Linked DNA regions of Oryctolagus cuniculus: region 1 is linked to region 2. The links are chromatin contacts, called in public Micro-C maps. All regions are on one chromosome and are shown on one strand. The core of a region is the stretch at or near the end of the contact, and the rest is flanking DNA. Distances in the headings are between cores, read along the strand shown.

The links. Hi-C and Micro-C count contacts between places; a contact is called where the count stands out from the background.
Region 1: a contact with region 2 is called in a Micro-C map of ear pinna, with 5 times the contacts expected there. The contact joins the promoter of VRK2 here to the promoter of FANCL in region 2. A contact is called at or near these places in 2 of 6 Hi-C or Micro-C datasets (ear pinna and an unstated tissue).

What each region holds. Positions count from the first base shown.
Region 1 is chr2:144,586,101-144,589,620 of mOryCun1.1, reverse strand. VRK2 (VRK serine/threonine kinase 2) reads left to right here and starts at 2,070. Exons shown (of 14, transcript XM_070069699.1): 1 at 2,070-2,201.
Region 2 is chr2:144,393,708-144,397,071 of mOryCun1.1, reverse strand. FANCL (FA complementation group L) reads right to left here and starts at 1,615. Exons shown (of 14, transcript XM_051838724.2): 1 at 1,412-1,615. The coding sequence starts at 1,507.

The DNA.
Region 1 (3,520 bases), core at 821-3,320, 190 kb before region 2:
GACGATTCTGGCAAACTTTTCTAAGTTCTCCTGATATTTCAGTTGTAATAACGTGGTGGAGGGCAAGGGGAGGGATAGAAAGAAGTGTTAGACATATTGGGGAGGCCAAGGAGTTTGTTCATTACTATCCTATAGTGCACAGAACAGCCTACCGCTTGACCTTCCTCTTCCTGCTCCCCCTACCCCAGCCAGGAATTTCCTGGCCTGAATGTCAATGCAGAAATGCTTCTGCAAGTCAAGATAAAGGCTTACTATAGCTGAGTAAATTAGAATGACACCAAAGTGTCCTGAGCTTGGGAATTACTGAATGCAAGCTTTAAAAAGATCACTTGGCTGTTTGTTAGGAATAGACCCAAAGGGTAGAAGAGTAGAAAGTAGGGGTACCATTTAGGAGGGTGTACACCTATCCAGAAAGAGAATGTGGTATGGAACAGAATGATTCCAATACAGGTGGCAGGTGGTGGATTCTGGATAGATTTTCAAGGATGAACTAAAAGGATTTATTGCCACACTGGGTAAGTGCACTGTGACAGAGGGGAGCCAAGCAGCAGCAGTGTGTTGTGGCAGGGACTGGAGCCACATCCTACCCAAGAGAGTGACTTGGAGAAGAGATGGGAATCTGAGCAAATTTGGGATGGGAGAAATATTACCTCATATGGTATCAGAGTAGGCAACCAGACACCTGTTACATTTATAATTTAGAGAAATAAGGAAATGTTGGATTAGTGAATGACTACTACACAGGCCACAATTACTCAATTCTGATTTAAATTTCTTTGAAGGTACTTTCACAGCCACCTTACTGGATTTTTTTTAAAGGTTTATTTATTTATTTGAAAGTCAGAGTTACACAGAAGGAGGCAGAGGCAGAGGGGGAGAGAGAGAGAAAGAGAGAGAGAGAGAGAGAGAGAATGAGAATATCTTCCATCTATTGGTTCACTCCCCAAATGGCTGCAACGCTGGACCTGGGCCCATCCAAAGCCAAAAGCTATGAGCCAGGACCTTGCTTCCGGGCTCCCACGTGGATGCAGAGGCCTAAGCACTTGTGCCAATTTCCACTGCTTTCCCAGGTACATTGGCATGGAGCTTGATCCAAAGAGGTGCAGCCAGGACTCCAACTGGCACCCTTATGGGATGCCTGCATGCTGCAGGCAGTGGCTTTATCCACTACTCCAGGGTACTGGCCAGTGCTGGGTATTTTTTACAAAAATGTTTTCTCATGCCAGCTTTCATTCTGGTGACAGATTGATAGATACAGGAAGTCTCAATTCTTATTTATTTATTTATTATTTATTTTTTCCCAAAGAAACCTTTTATCTAAGGAATACAAGCTTCATGCATTTCACAAGTACATCTTAAGGAACATACCCACCCTCCCACCCCACCTCCTCCTTCTCCCTCTCCCTCTCCCATTCCCAGTCCCATCAATTCTTTCTGTCAAGATTGTTAAAGGGCTCCCTTTTTCCTTGCAAAATTTGCATTCTGAGCAATCATTGTTCCTATGGAGAATGTCGATGTGTCAATAATTGTTTTCTGAGCATTTTTCTACTCGAAAATATTTTAAGTTCACTATGTGTGATGTGTTTGAAACTACTTTCTCTCAGTTCATTGTTTTAATAACCTTACAACCTCATCCTAGGGTTATTTCCCTTTGGACAAAAACGTGAACTTCAGTAATTAGGGCTAGTTAAGATTACTCAGCTAGTAAATGGCAGGAGTAGGACCTGGGCCACTCCTGAGGCCTCAGTGTACCGGACTAGCTGCTACTCGGTACTCCTGTCACGGTCCAAGAGATCTGAAAACCCCAACTCCACAAATGCACGTCGTGGAACATCCACCCTAGACCAATCTGAGGCTCATCCTCCAGACTTCCGGCCCAGCTGCGTGGCGACGACACAGTCCGCGTTCCGGATTCAGCCTCGCCACTCCCTGGGCGTCTCCAGGGCGTGCACCTGGCACTGGAAGGAAACTGGCAGCTGCAGCCAAGCCCGAGGCCCCGTGGGCTGTAGGGGGCGTCTCGCCCCAGAAACAGGCGGCGCCGGAGCCGCCGGCCCGCCCGGAGAAAAGCGCGCTCGCCCCTTCCGAGGGCCGGCTCCGGAGCAAGGCCCGCCTCCCCGCGGGATTGGAGGCCCCTGGGCCCCGCCTAGCCCCAGGAGACCGACGGGAGGCGGTGTGCGCGGCCGGGCGGCTGAGATACGGAGGTCCGGTCAGTGTTGTCTCGCTCGCTTGGCCGGAGGTCGGGGGTTGCGTCCGGCACGTGGCGCGCCCCGCGCTCTGTCTGCGGGGGCCGGCGCCGCGCCGGAGGCCTGGGGGTGGGGTGCGCGGCCGCCGTCGGAGCGGAACGCCGGGGCCTGCGGGCGGCGTCCCAGGCCCGGGCCGGGCGGGGTCGCTGCCTTCGCGGGTTTGTTCCTGACTTTTTCCTAGTTCTAAGTGAGAACCAGCACCCCCTTCCACTCGTGGTTGCTGAAAGCGGGGTCGGTGGAGTCCGGCGAAAGAAAGTTTCTTGGAAATCGGGCAGCAGGCGCCGGGCCCCCGGCCTTCGCTGCTGGGGTCTCGGAGGAGTAGGATACCCGGCGGCCGGGCCGTGCCCTCTCCTAGGCCTGCCCGGAGCCCCGCCCTGACTCGTGGTTGGGCCCAGGGTCCCGGTTTGTCCCGGAAGCTCGCGTTGGGCGCATCGTGGACACCGCTCCGAGAGAGCAGGCCCCGCTGTCCCCCGGGGCGTGCCTGTCGTGGTCAGGGTCTCCTTTCAGGTCTCAAGCCCGCAGGCCACCGCCTTGACCCAAAACGTTGTTGAGAGTTTGTGCCCTAGTCAGTAGTTGCTCTTCGAAGGTTTTTCAGCCAGCATCCGCGTATATGCTGGCTCTAAGGGGGAGCTCCTCGTGACGGACTGCAGGTACGGGGCCCTCCGTGATCTTGGCGCCCAGCCCCAATCGCAGGCCTCCCTTGGGTCCGGAATCTGGGGCAGCCAGGTGTTCCCGCGCTCTCCCTCCTCATACTGCTGCCAGGTGAGGACAGCGAGCGCTGACTTTGGCAGTGAAGGGGTGCAGCCCTTAAAAGGGAACAGATACTTGGTCAAATCGAAAGTGGGAAGATGGTGTGGAGAAAACTTTCATGTGTAGTCGTATATATTTATAATGAACTTTCGTATCAAATACTCTCAACAGTTAAACTTGTGTAGGAATACTTAGAAGATCGCAGTTACCCTCACATTTAAATTAGCTTCAGGTGTCAAGAGGGTATGTGGAGCTGTGTAGCAGCTGGATTCTAGGCACTGGGAGGGAAGCTGGGCGTGGGGGGCCGGGGTTGTTGCGAAAACAGTGCTCCGCATCTGTAGCTAAAGTGGAAACATCCCCATTGCTTCCTGAAGTTTATCCAGTCTCCTCCCTGGGAGATTGTTTGACTTGTAACAGTAACAAATCTGACAAGCAGGACCTGTAAATAACTCTCTTTGCCGTCTGGTCTGGGCTATTAAGCCACTGCCATTTTGAAAACCTTGGAGCACATTTTCTTTTACTTTTAA
Region 2 (3,364 bases), core at 366-2,865:
TTGTTTTTATATACACTGAAGTATCAAGGGATCAGGTGGCACTATGATTTCATCTCCAATGGTTCAGGAAAATAATGTGTATATACACCTACCACAAATACACACACGATCAATCTAATGCAATGTGAAGCAGTGAATCTAGGTAAAGGATATGCTGAAGTTCTCATACATCTTGCTACTACATAAACACGAAATACATACAGAACACTTTCTGACAATTTAAGTGTTTAGATTCAGATTTAAATAAGCTTCTTATAAAAGGTATAAATTGGAATTGTAGGTACTGCAATATGAAAATGTCACCTCATTTCAATGCTGCCAGCTCACATTTCTAAGACAGTTTAGGAGGTCCAGGCACATTAATACAACTTTCCTTAATGTGCTTAAAATTAGGTGTAACATGGTTTCTGAGAAAAGTGTAACTTGGTAATACTAACTTTTCTAAATGTCTGAATCAAATTTTTAGGTAGGTGATTCAACAACCTGGAAAGAACAATGAAGTCCTTCTTCTATATGTAATATCAATTTTAATCACTACTGCTTGGGATAGGCACAATTAATGGGAAGACCTGTGAAAAGCCTGAGCCTGCTGTGTAATCTGCCACTAACTCGACTTTCTCCACAACAGGTGAGCGTTTCACTCAGGAGTGGATTTCATAATGCACTCAAACACATGCACTAATTTCCAGGCTATGACTCCTAGGCTGTTTATGATCTCTCATGCGATCAAGGCCAAGTTAGTTATCTCTTCGGTTTTCCCAAGCCATGACTTCCTCAACTATCAGAATAATTTTTTCCTGAGTATTAAATGAGAACAGAACAGAACCTAGACAGCGCTTAGTAAACCTAAAAACTCTACAGGTGACAGGTGCAATTAACTCTTTAAGAGAGGGCACTAGAATCGGCAAAGGTAATTAATTCCGCTATCAAGACTTCCTATAAAATATCGAAACTGACGGTGCCCAGGTACACACAACGTGGAAAAGTGTCAACATGGGTTTTCCCTCCAAAACGCTCTCGGCACACAAAACCCGGAGGTAATTCGCTGGAACTCCCCTGCGAACTGCCGCCGACACACGCAGGGTGGAGGGTGTTAGAATCCTGGAGGTCAAAATTGGCAGAACCAACCCGGGCAGGCACGGGCTGACGCTCGCAGCGGCCAGAGGCGAGAGCTCTATGCCGCGCGCGCCTCCCAGCGCCCCAGGAAGCGCCGCGACCCCGGCTCCCGCGCGGCGGCCACGGCGAGGGCCGAGTTTTCCGCGACTGCAGCGGCCGCAAAGCTCCAGACCCCCGACTGCCGCTCCGAGCTGCCCCCTCGCAATCCCAAGTCCGCGCCCCAACCCCGCAAGTCACAGACTGCCACGGGGGCAGGCGAGGGAGGCAGTGCCACAGCGGACGACCGGGCGGGTACCTGAGCCGAAATGAATCCCTCATACACAGTTTTCGCCCGGTTCTGAGGCAGAAGTAGCGGGAACTGGCGCAACAGGCTCGCTTCCGTCCCCGCCATGGCTAGCGGGCCCGGGCAGGGCGGCTCTATACGGGCCAGGCGCCGCACATGCGCAGTGATGCACGCCGCAGGCGGAAGCGCGGGTTTGGCGGGAAGAGACTGCAGGATTCCTGGGGCACAAAGGCAGAGGTAGAGCAGGCCGGGTAGCCCGGGCCTCGACGGGAGGCGCCAGGGGGCGTGGCCTGAGGGTCACTGGTGTCACCGTGTAGAATCGTTCTAGCCTTAATGAATGCCAGAGGCCTTTGGGTTTTTGTGCCTGAGCCTGCTCAAAGATTGCTACAACTTCGTGGTAACGTTGCTTCCAGCCTAAGATGGTTTTAACAGACTGGGTGTTGTGCCCCGTTTGCTCCCCTTGACCTATCTCACGCCCCTTCCTCACTGTTGGCCTCAGGGGTTCCTGTATGCCCTCCATGCACAAAAATATGTTCTCCCTACTTACTTAGTACTCTATTGGGATACATCCATATAGTGTAGACATATTCCTAAGCCTTACCAGTTTAATCTGATATTATTATTATTTTTTTTTTTGACAGGCATAGTTAGACAGTGAGAGAAAGAGAGACAGAAAGAAAGGTCTTCCTTCCGTTGGTTCACCCCACAAATGGCCGCTACGGCCGGTGTGCTGTGCCGATCTGAAGCCAGGAGCCAGGTGCTTCCTCCTGGTCTCCCAAACGGGTGCAGGGGCCCAAGCACCTGGGCCATCCTCCACTGCCCTCCCAGGCCACAGCAGAGAGCTGGACAGGAAGAGGAGCAACCGGGACAGAACTGGCGCCTCAACCAAGATTGGAACCTGTTGTGCCAGCGCCGCAGACAGAGGATTAGCTTAGTGGGCCATTAAAAGACATACCCATACAGTGGTTAACTTGATAAGTACATTTTTCTTTGGCTACACATTTTTCTAACTCAAAAATGGGATTCATTTCCTTTTACTAAAGATTTGTTAAATACGAAGCTTATTAATAGTTACCATGTAGTTCTTTGATATTCCAAATAGTATTCAATGCATCACATTTTTGAGCCCTGCTATTTACAAACCACTGTTGTGCTATGCCAAAGGTTGTGCAAAGAAGAATCAGATATGCCCTTCCATCTTTACTGCCCTCAAAGTGGAAATGTAGTTTTTGAAGAGTCTTAAAATTCTATAAGAATTGTCAGGGAAAGCAAGAAGGCTGAGCAGTGGTTTGATATGTTACATAAAAGCAGTGTTTCTCAAAATGTGACCCTGGAACAAGGAGCCTCAGCATCACCTCTGAACTTTATAGAAATGCAGATTTTCACCCTTGATGGGGTTCAGGACATCCTACTTGAAAATATGACATCAGGATTTGGTTGTGGTGCAGTAGGGTAAGTACTATTAACATGGCATCCTAGAGGGGTGCCAGTTCCAGTCCTGGCTGATCCACATCTGATCCATCTCCCTGATAATGCACCTAGGAAAGCAGCAGAGATGGCCCAAGTCCTTAGGCCCCTGCTATCCATGTGCGAAACCTGGCTTCTGGCTTCAGCCTGGCCCAGCCCCTGCTGCTGGGCCCATTTGAGGAGTAACCCAGCCCCAGCAGATGGAAGATCTTTCTTGAACACTGCCTTTCAAATATAAATAAATAAATCTTTTTAAAATGGCACCTTGGCATTTGAAAAGATAGCAAAGCCTAAGAAAGTCACGTGCTGACCTTCTCCCTACTTCTCCCCTGAAGCAGCTCCTAAGACCCTCATATGAAAGGTACCCTTATCCCCAGAGGAAAAAACATCCTCCTCTGAAGACGGAGAATCAGAGAAGGATCTGCACAGATCTTGTTAAGTTCCCCACTTCATTGCCATTAGATCGTACCACCTTTGTCCAATCATCCCTCCTCACAG